3 separate regions of the Mus musculus genome follow, and regions 1 and 2 are each linked to region 3. The links are chromatin contacts, called in public promoter capture Hi-C maps. All regions are on one chromosome and are shown on one strand. The core of a region is the stretch at or near the end of the contact, and the rest is flanking DNA. Distances in the headings are between cores, read along the strand shown.

What was found. Promoter capture Hi-C pulls out the DNA fragments that hold promoters and counts their contacts.
Region 1: a promoter capture Hi-C map of pre-B cells shows a contact between it and region 3. The contact joins the promoter of Plch1 here to the promoter of Ccnl1 in region 3. A contact is called at or near these places in 4 of 39 promoter capture datasets (embryonic stem cells, hippocampal neurons, pre-B cells and 1 more) and 2 of 115 datasets of contacts at active chromatin or transcription factors (embryonic hindbrain and embryonic limb bud).
Region 2: a promoter capture Hi-C map of pre-B cells shows a contact between it and region 3. The contact joins the promoter of E130311K13Rik here to the promoter of Ccnl1 in region 3. A contact is called at or near these places in 13 of 39 promoter capture datasets (the 3T3-L1 cell line, 3T3-L1-derived adipocytes, the HPC-7 cell line and 8 more), 5 of 115 datasets of contacts at active chromatin or transcription factors (bone marrow-derived dendritic cells, embryonic stem cells, memory CD8 T cells and 2 more) and 1 of 9 other capture datasets (adipose tissue).

The regions. Positions count from the first base shown.
Region 1 is chr3:63,897,557-63,900,957 of GRCm38.p6, reverse strand. Plch1 (phospholipase C, eta 1) reads left to right here and starts at 1,496. Exons shown (of 24, transcript NM_001370984.1): 1 at 1,496-1,731.
Region 2 is chr3:63,927,623-63,930,950 of GRCm38.p6, reverse strand. E130311K13Rik (RIKEN cDNA E130311K13 gene) reads left to right here and starts at 1,479. Exons shown (of 5, transcript NM_177856.5): 1 at 1,479-1,694. The coding sequence starts at 1,581.
Region 3 is chr3:65,956,086-65,959,501 of GRCm38.p6, reverse strand. It overlaps Ccnl1 (cyclin L1), which reads left to right and starts at 1,253. Exons shown (of 11, transcript NM_019937.4): 1 at 1,253-1,694; 2 at 1,927-2,001; 3 at 2,540-2,649. The coding sequence starts at 1,374.

The DNA of each region.
Region 1 (3,401 bases), core at 247-2,746, 2.1 Mb after region 3:
ATCTATCTATCTATCTATCTATCTATCTATTTGGTGCTGGCGATTTCAGGTTCTCAAAGCATACTTCACATTTACAACCTCAACCCTACTTAATTTCCTGTAAATTAGGTGTTTGCGATCTGGGTAAAGAAAAAAAGGGGGAGAGGACAAAGGAAGAAAGAAAAATTAGGAAATTAAATATTTTTCCTTATGAAGCCAAAAGACCTTGCAATTCCTTTTCTAAATTGAATTCTTCCTTGTAGTCTGTAACTAGTCTGGTTGCTTTTTTCTTTCTTTTTTTTCCAAGCGTCCAGGATAGCTTTCAGGATAAAGTTTCTTTTTGCCCATGATGCTTTGCCGTCACATTGTAATTGCCTCTGTTGAACTGAATAATACAAATGGGTTGTTTCTATGGTATCGGCTAGGCTAAGACGGATGAAAAGGTGAAATACTATATCTTGTGCTGAGAGGTCACTGAGCATCCCTCCTCCCACTCCCCCACTGTCAGTCAAAGAGGACTAGTGATCTCTCCAGCCTCAGACTCTCCTTTATTACTTCCTGAACAAATTCACTCATGGAAGAAAAAAAGACTTTTGTTTATGTTGTCACCAGGCCCAGACAACCCCTGCTAATTCCATGTTGCCATGCCAGAGCTCCTGACTTTCTTACTGGAGGGAAGTTTTACTTTGAATGGTACACGGAGGGTCTTGTCCTCAGTTCCTCCCAGTTAGGCTTTGAACTAACAATAGGACAGGTTGAATCAAGACTGATAAAAGCCAAGTCCTGGAATCTTGAAGCCGGATCACTCCGCAGCACGCTATTCCCTTTCTACTGTTAGTGCGCTCAGATCTCATCTTTACTCAGCTTTTGAACACTTGCTGGGTGCAAACGTTCCGCTGCCGCCTGTGTGCTCTTTAACAGCACATTAGCTTTTCCAGCCCGCTAGCGGGTGAACTGACAATTAACTGGCTTGTTAATTAATGCCAACGAGTGATATTTGGAAGAGACTGAGGGATAACAAAGCATCCTATAACCTGCACTCCCTGTTCCTCAATTTGATTTTACTCAAAATGGATAGTTGAAAATAACAGATGCTATATTTATTGGAAAGGGAGAAGGGGGGAGGGGGAAGGGGGAGGAAAGAAAGGATTAGTCGTTTGGTGTTTTATTTTTGAAGCGGTTCAAACTCTTGTAAGAACATTGCACAGTTCGCTTCCCCTGAACTCTCCAACTTTGTTCCAGCAGCGTCTTTAACCCGCTAGCCACCTAAACTGAAAATCTATCAGAGGTGTCCCTGGTCTTGGAATTCTTTGAAATTTGCTGCGAGGGAGGACAGAAGAAGATCTTTATTCCCAGGGGTTCTGGCCTATGCCTAGCAGTAGCATCTTCATAAGGGGTCCACGTCCAGTTCTTGGCTCCTGTTCCTCGATGGCGCTCCAGTCCACTCGCGCGCGCTCCAGTTCCGGATTTGCCCTGAGCTGAGGGTTAAGAGGGAGGGTGCTCCAATGTGAGCATGAGGATTTGAATGAGAAAGCAGGTTGTGGCGGCAGCGCTGGTCTTTACTTGGAGCTCCTCTGTTGGTTCTGTTGGCTGGTGTGTAGTGGTGCCCATCTTGGGCTGGGGGGCTGTTTTGGAGGAATTGGGGTTGGAGTCACACCGGGACACTAGCAGATCACTCCAGCATTTGGGAGGTTGAGCCGGTTACAAAAACTCCGAGGATCCTTCATCAGCGGGATACTCAGAGCTGAGCAGGTCAGTGCTTTGGAGGGGGTGGGGGTGGGGGACAGGGAGAGGGCCGGGAGCAGGAAGAGGAGCACCGGACTGCCTCTCCAGCGTTGCGCGAGCAGGTGCTCGAATTCTTTCTGGGCAATCTCAGCCGCGAGCACCGGGTTGTGGTGTGTGCCAGGGTGCCTCGGCCCAGGAACTGGACCACAGTAGCTCGTGAGCTCCTAATGGAGCGCGTGGGCTTTTGTGCCTGAGCAAGACCTTCCCTGCCCTGGTTGGTGGCAGAGGTCCAGCCACCGGGAGGGTCCCGCATCGCGGCGGAATGATCCCACAAGACCTCCCCTGGCTCTGGCCGCCTGGAAAGCAGTTCTGCGGTCCCAGAAGCGCGCCCTTAGTTGCCGGTGCGAGTCTTACTGTTCAAAAAGCTCCGGGCATTAGGTGCGAGAAGGATTTACTCCAACTGCCCTTTCCTAGCGACAAATCATGGGTTACCGAAGCGACGCCCGGGCTGTGAAGGTGTTCTCTGCGCCTGCGCGGGATACCATGGCAACAGTACCGGGTCGGAGACGCCACTTGAAGAGCAGAGCTGTTTTGCTTTGCTTCACTGTGGAGCCCAAGTCTTTCTCTAGACTTTTTGTTTGTTTGTTTGTTTGTAGCTTGGAATCAACTTACGATCTCATTTTTGTTTTTTAAGAGTTTAGCATTGAAGTGATAGCCAGAGGTATGAAATAAAAAATATATAACTTTTTTCTCTCTTCTGTCATCATTTTGATCATGGTAGAAAAATAATGCTGAGAAACTGCTCATTGGAGCATTCAAGTTACCTCCTTTTATCCTGTGAAAAGGAAGATATGAATAAGACTTTATTTCCTGGTGCGGCTTTTTTAAACAATTGTATTAAGCTTGGGTTTCCACAGTGTGCAGACGACATCGTAGCTCCTGTGTACTCTGCATACAACCTGTTTATAACGTACAGAACCTGATGCTCTCCAAATGAACTAGTGTGTTAAATGCCGGTGAAGGGAAGCAAAGGTTCTCTCTGTCAACAGAGACGTTGCTTTTTAAGATGTGGGTTGCTTACTGCTGGCATTATGATCTTGTTCAGAAAATGAATGTTTTAAGACGCATTATTGCAGACTAGTCTTTCTTAAGCCGTCTGTTGACGACTTAAAATTGTGTCTTGAAAAACCTCTTCCCGTCTTTTAAGTTTCATTTGTTTGCACCCAGGGGAGCATTTGGTAAGAGTACAAATCTCCAGCGGTTTCTAGTGGGTGCTATAACTTGTTGTTACTATGTTTTCTTAGACTGCATCCCTATTTCGCAGCGCGATCGAGAGCTACTTGCTATGTAAATAAACTGATTAGAATTCAGATCACTGTTAATAAAAGTTTAAAATGGAGTTGCTTTTCTTGGGACCAAGTAGGGCTTAAAATAACTTGAGTGAAGTAGCTTAAGGATTCTGCATCCTGGTTTTGAACACTATGCATTCCAGTAAGACGAGTGTTTATTTGTACCAGGAAGTTAAAGATGATTTCCTCTAGTGCCAACAGCAAGCTGTAGTCAAAGACACCAACATACTATTTTTCACATAGTCTGTAAATAACATCCAAGTTAAGTTTTCTCACCCATCCTTTTTCCCATCAGTGTCAACCTTGTGCAACTTGTGTAGCTATAATGTTAAAAAACAACAAAACAAA
Region 2 (3,328 bases), core at 230-2,729, 2.0 Mb after region 3:
AGAGGAGTGAGGCTAGCACAAAGTGCTGAAAAGACGAGGCCTGGGATACAGACAGACTACAGGGGTTCCGCAGGAAATTAAAGCTAAGATCGGAGCTCACTGCAGTAGTTTTGAGATGAGATTAGTCAGCTTGGTTTTCTAACTTTTCCAAGCAGTTCTTGGAACTCAAGAGGGATATACCCATGATGACTTAGTCCTGTAGATATGAAAGTACAACTAGATACTTCACATCTTTAAGGGACTATTTTCCTATTGTCCATTTACAAAGCTATAGAGATAGAGGAGTAATGTCTTCTTTTCCTCTCTGGTGCTTTTGACATAGGTACCTGTGTGTGCACATCATATAAGCAAGTAATAACAAAGGCCTCACAAGTGAGTGTGATATGCTACTGTCAGTCATAAAACTATGGGGTGTGGAAACACTAATTCACACTGTTATATATTTGATTTCTGTAAGGTAAGTTTTTTTTTTGAATTTTCATTTTTTGTTTTATATTTTTGCAATGCTAGATAGAGATCTAGCCCAGGGCCTCAAGTGTTAGGAAAGTTCTCCTGTAACATTTTAAATATAATGAACCAAACAGAGTTAAACAATAGTCCCAAGACGTCTAATGCTTCTAGTACTAACTGTAGAGTTTGGGAGCGACAAAGGGCACCCTCAGGTGGGGTATTTGGTTTTAAAAACATGTTCACTTGTGGAGTCCTGAGCAACACTGATTCCTTTCAGCAACCAGGTGTGAGAAAGCATGGAACAATGCAGCCAGTGATGCTTCCCAGCACCTGTGTGCAGAGTTTTTACCATGCACCAACAGGTCGGTCGTTAGCCCCTCTGGAGGTCAAGCTGAGGACCACCACAAGTGGGTTGTTAGATTTTCTTACAGGCTCAAAAGCCTCAGAGTAAAACATAATTTTATCAGGTAAGATATTTTAGAATTGCCAGGCACAATGGGAAAGGCCAGATCTCTCTTTGGGCCAAAGTTAAATTTATTACACAATGCACATTTCAGCTTAACAAATAAGTATATCTCCATCTCTCTTTCCTTTATTATTCTTGGCATTAAAAATATTTAGAAAGCCAGGCACACGGAAACACAGCAGAAGCCTCTGTATGGGGGAAGCTAAAGATTAGGACGCTGAGGCCAGCCTTTAGAAACATAAACCCTGTTTCTAAAGAAACAAAGGTTGATGCCATATGTGTTTCTGGGTGTGCTCTCCAGCACCATAAAATATGGCAAGTGGATTTCTGAGTTAGAACTAGCCTGGTCTGCGGAGCTAGTTACAGGATAGCCAGGGCTACACAGAGAAACCTGTCTCAAAAATGTAAAAAACAACAAAATAATAAAAATACAAGCTTATAGAAAAAGTAGCAAGAATAAGAGACTGTGCATATTTACACAGATGTCTTATCTTTTCACGGCATTTTTGTGTTGTTCTGCTGTCCTGGCTGGCTTGGTACCACCAAGGACACGCAGAGACAAGAGTGCAAACGCCCAGAATGGGCGGGGACCCCGGAGCCGTGCAGCGCAGCGACCCCTACCGCCCACCAGGGGGCGCCCGCAAGGCTTGCTGGACGCCGGAACATGGCGCGGCCGCCCGCGAGCCTCGGGTCGCAGGCGCCGGACCGCGACCGAGGGGAGGCCAACGTGGTGACACGGGTGTCGCAATGGGCAGACAACCATCTGCGCCTTGTCCAGGTGCCACAGCCCGGCGGGGTGGGCTAGCCTGAGCGGAGTGATCGCGGCAGGCCTGGAAGAGGACCCGCAGGGGCGGAAAGACAGCCGGGCCACAGGGGAAATGGCCAGGGAGGCGACATCGCCTCATTTGCCCTCCTGGCGGCGGCGGTGGTCAGGCCTGGAGGCTGGCGCAGGGCTGGGGACACCACAGGGCTGGCCCAAGAGTAGCTCCTCATTCAGTATGGCGGGCTGGATACCCAGGAAGAGCAGAGAAGCCCGAGAGGCCTTAACAGAGCAGAGCCAGGATGGGTTTTTCCAGGGCTGGGGTTCGAACTTTGGTAAGCATTGTAGTGCTTACCACTGAACTGTATCCCCAGTTGTTTTGGTTTTGGGTTTTGGGGTTGTTTTTTTTTTTTTTTTGGTTTTTTTTTTTTTTTGTTTGTTTGTTTGTTTTTTTGGTTTTTTGAGACAGGGTTTCTCTGTATAGCCCTGGCTGTCCTGGAACTCACTTTGTAGACCAGTCTGGTCTCGAACTCAGAAAGAAATCCGCCTGCCTCTCGTGTTTTCTTTTTAAGTGAAACAAGAGAAGACACTGAAATTCAATCATAGAAGAGACACTTAGACAGCCAGTCTACTACCAGATAAAGGACTGCTAAAGTCCCTGTGGTGGTGGTGGTTCCTGTCATGGAGCAGTCGTAGTAAATGATTTACTGGGAAAAGCTGTAGAGCCCTTGGACATTAAAATTTGGAGACTGATCTTGAAGACAGCCCATTAGACTTTAAAGTACAGTTGTAGGCTTGAGGCAACAGTGTTCAATGGGAAATCAGAACTGGACGTAAAGCTGAGTGAGAGTGAGCTGCATAAACCTGGTGGAGTGGGTAAAGCCCTAGTCTTGACAGACATCTTGAAACAACGTCAGAAAGGTACAGAAAACGGTCTAGAAATGAGGCCTAGGGGATTCTCTGGGGAGGGAAGGTAGCAGAAGCAAAATCTGAGGCAAACAGGGAGACAGATGATTAGGAAAATGAGTAGCCAAAAGCCAGGACAACGTATTTGGAAGGAACAACAACTTTTTTGTTTGTTTGTTTTGAGACAGAGTTTCTCTGTATAGCCCTGGCTGTCCTGACTCACTTTGTAGACCAGGCTGGCCTCGAACTCAGAAATCTGCCTGCCTCTGCCTCCCGAGTGCTAGGATTAAAGGTGTGCAGCACCATGCCCTGCCCGGAACAGCTTTTAAGAATCCTGCTGAGAATTGGAGGAAGCTGAACTTTGCAAAAGCTTTGCAGCAAGAGAGCATGAGGTCCAAGGCCAGGCCTGCTGACATGCTATTGTAGCGCCACGTTAGAGCAGTCTGGTATCTGCCATTTAGTAGTAATCCTTGCCAAATAAATGCATACATTGTTACTTACTATACTAATATTAAAGTTCAACCATTTACACAAACACCAGCTATTTTGTATTTGTAAGGTTTTCTACCAAGTACAAAATTCACCATGGGTGTAAGGCTAGAAATGCTAGGCCATGGGTGCATTCAAGAAATTCACAGGCGGGCCAGGCGTGGTGGGCCATGCCTTTAATCCCAGTACTCGGGAGGCAGAGGCAGGCAGATTTCTGAGTTCGAGGCCAGCCTGGTCTACAAAGTGAGTACCAGGAC
Region 3 (3,416 bases), core at 4-2,503:
TCTATATAGCTTTTGTTTGGAAGAGGTTTTGTTTCATTTTGAAGATATTATATAGCTCTTACTGGCTTGGAATCAGTCTGACCCTCTAATCAGAGATCCACCTGTCTTTGTCTCCAGAGTGCCCGTCCCAACACACTTTGTAAAAATGAGCTGTGAAAATACCTTGCTTTGGTGACTAAGATGTATCCAAATTTTCAGTGCGCTCTATAGGTCCAAGGTTAAGACACTTTTCAAGAAAGTAAGCTTTAACAAAATAACAATTCCAACCCTTTGTACTGAGTCAGGAGATTTTTCTTTCTCCCTAAAGGCCATCTCAGAGGATTAAGCTGGAATAAAAAGATCATGGGAGGCCAGAGGCAGAAGGATCAATTGTTTCACGGTCGACCTCAGCTTTTGGGACTTTTAGTATGGATGGAAAAAGACCACAGCTCTCAGCCAGGCGGTGGTGGCGCACGCCTTTAATCCCAGCACTCGGGAGACAAAGACAGGCGGATTTCTGAGTTCAGGGCCAGCCTGGTCTACAAAGTGAGTTTCAGGACAGCCAGAACTATACAGAGAAACTGTCTCGAAAAAAACAAAAAAACCACAGCTCTCATCTTAAAGGGAATAAATGATGGGTTATCCTGGAGCCATTTTGATTGACCATGGTCCCGGAACACAGATTTAGGTTATTCCAAACTCCATGTAAGATGAGAGCTGTGTTTTTCTCTTCATTGACACAGGGATAGTTACTTTCTCTCCACTCTGACAAAAACCATCTCTTTAAGACGAGACTCCCCAGCGCAATGAAATCGCCCGTGTACTGTCCTCGCCATAAACCTATTTTTGGAACTAGGGATTTTCCAGATTACTGTAAACCCGGCGAAGTGAGGTCAGGGCTAGGCATGCCTTTCTAGGCTACACCCCGACACCCACGCGCGCTCGGAGCTTTCCGGAAACCCCAGGCGCTCAAACTGGGAAGCTGCCCGGTTCAGAGTCACTTTGTTACACTCCGGTGTCGCCGACCGCCGGACTGTCACCAACGCGCAGACCGTGCAGGGGTATCGGGGCCGACTCACCAGGCCAGAGTCCGGGTTATCCGGTGACTAAAGCCATTACCACCCCTGAGCCGCCAGCACCCTGCCCCGCCCTGCCCATCCGGACCCCTCCGCCCGGTGTCACCGACCGAAGCGCGGAGGAACTCGTTGGCGCGCGCGGGGAGTGGAGTGGGGTGGGGTAGGGCGTGTCGGCGTGGTGACGTCAGGGCGGAAGCGCACGCTGCGTGCGGCGGCCTGGAAGCCGGCGGTCACGGGAAGATCCGTCGCGCCGAGGACGCTGGTTAGTCTCGCTTTGGGTTCCGGCTGCGTCGGGCGTGCGTGGAGCTCGCTGGAACTATGGCGTCCGGGCCTCACCCGACCTCGACCGCTGCCGCCGCCGCCGCCGCTGCCGCCTCCGCCTCGTCCGCCGCCCCGAGCGCGGGCGGCTCCAGCTCCGGCACGACCACCACGACGACGACCACGACCGGAGGGATCCTGATCGGCGACCGCCTGTATTCGGAGGTGTCGCTCACCATCGACCACTCGCTGATCCCGGAGGAGCGGCTCTCGCCTACCCCGTCCATGCAGGACGGCCTGGACCTGCCCAGCGAGACGGATCTGCGCATCTTGGGCTGCGAGCTCATCCAGGCCGCCGGCATCCTCCTCCGGCTGCCGCAGGTGAGAACCCCGGCTGGTTGCGGGCCTCTCCGCCGCGGCCAGGTTTCTCCGGAGCCTGCGCCGGGCGGCGGCGGCGGCGGGAGCTCGGGCGGGCGAGGGTGGGGATGCGGGGGCGGGCGGCGCCGCGCGGCCCGGGCGGGGGAAGGGAAGCGAGCGGCCGCACAAAATGGCGGCGGCGCCTGGTGCGGGCCCGCCTGACCCCGGCGCTTCCGTTCTCCTCTCTCGTCTGCAGGTGGCGATGGCTACAGGGCAGGTGCTGTTCCATCGGTTCTTCTACTCCAAGTCGTTCGTCAAACACAGTTTCGAGGTAAGCGCGGCGGAGGCGGACAAGAAGGGATTTCTTCATCCGGAAGCGGGGAGGAAGGGGGTAGGAACCAGCTTTTCCAGAAAGGGAGTGGTTAGCTTAGGCCTTTGTACCTCGTTCCCACCCAGAAGGAAATGGGGCCCGTAGAGCAATGTTTCAAGAACTAGAAAATGGATCCCCAGTTCACGTGCTCTGTTAACCAAGAACTACGTTTTCAAGCCATTGCACAATTCTAGCAAGAGGTAGCTTGATTCTGACCCAAAATTAAGAGCAGTTGAGCAATAAAACGTAAGAGCTGGTCTAAAAATGTCAGCTTCGATTTTATTTCGCTAAAAAGCCCGTTGTATCCTAAAGAGGGTTCTTTGCCGGTCCTTGGTGACCCACATCCTTGGGCAGGCAGATGTACATACAGATGGAGTTCCTGGAAGCCAGGACTACACAGAGAAGCCCTATCTAAAAACAAAACAAAATAAGGGTTGTTAGACTTTGTTAAACTGTTTCTAGTTTAACTTCACTTGGATTTTTACCTGGGTTCTTTCAGATTGTTGCTATGGCCTGTATTAATCTTGCGTCAAAAATCGAAGAAGCGCCAAGAAGAATAAGAGATGTGATTAATGTATTCCACCACCTCCGCCAGTTAAGAGGAAAAAGGTAAGATTGGCCTGTTGAACATAGTATCTCTTGCTGTACTGTGCACCAATCATCCAGTCAAAACATCTTCTCCCCTCCCTCAAGTCAGTGTGGATGCAAAAGAAAGCGGACATTAGGTGCTGAAATTCACGTAGGAACATTGAAACTTTTAAAATCCCCTCCATTAACCAGCTATCTGAAGTTTGTAGAGACAGTTGCATTGTGGACAATTCTAGAGTGCTGTGAAGCCAGTCCCTTGGCTTAAGATTAAACAAGAAAGGGAGTACGGTTGGCTCAAGTGGGAGTGTATTCTGTAAGTTGTGTTTCCCCTCCCCTCTCTGGAAAACTGAAGGCTGGACATGTAAGCCCTGTAGTTCAAGTTAATGTTGTGGCAAAGTTCCGTGTAGGTCGTTTTTCTGCTTGGAGTCCCAGTTTCTTCATCAATTGAGGTTGGCTTTTGTTAGAGTACTTCTCAACATTGAACTACGATATATCGCATAATGCCGCATCTGAAAGGACTGGAGGATGATAAAGTTTGAAGTCAAAGGGATTGAACAGGTATTCTGTTTTGGTCAGATGTAGTCTCAGTGAGTTCCTTAGAAAAATAACTCATTGAGTTGCTTCAGATAGGGCTCTTTATTCGATCTTGTAAGAAAATAGAGTCTGAAACAGTATCTTTTAGGTGTAGTGATACCCTGGTAACTTTATGTGGGCCTATAAGGCAGTACCAAAGCTTGTTGCAGTACTCCAGGCTCTACAGGTGATTCTAGGACAGGCTGATGGATATT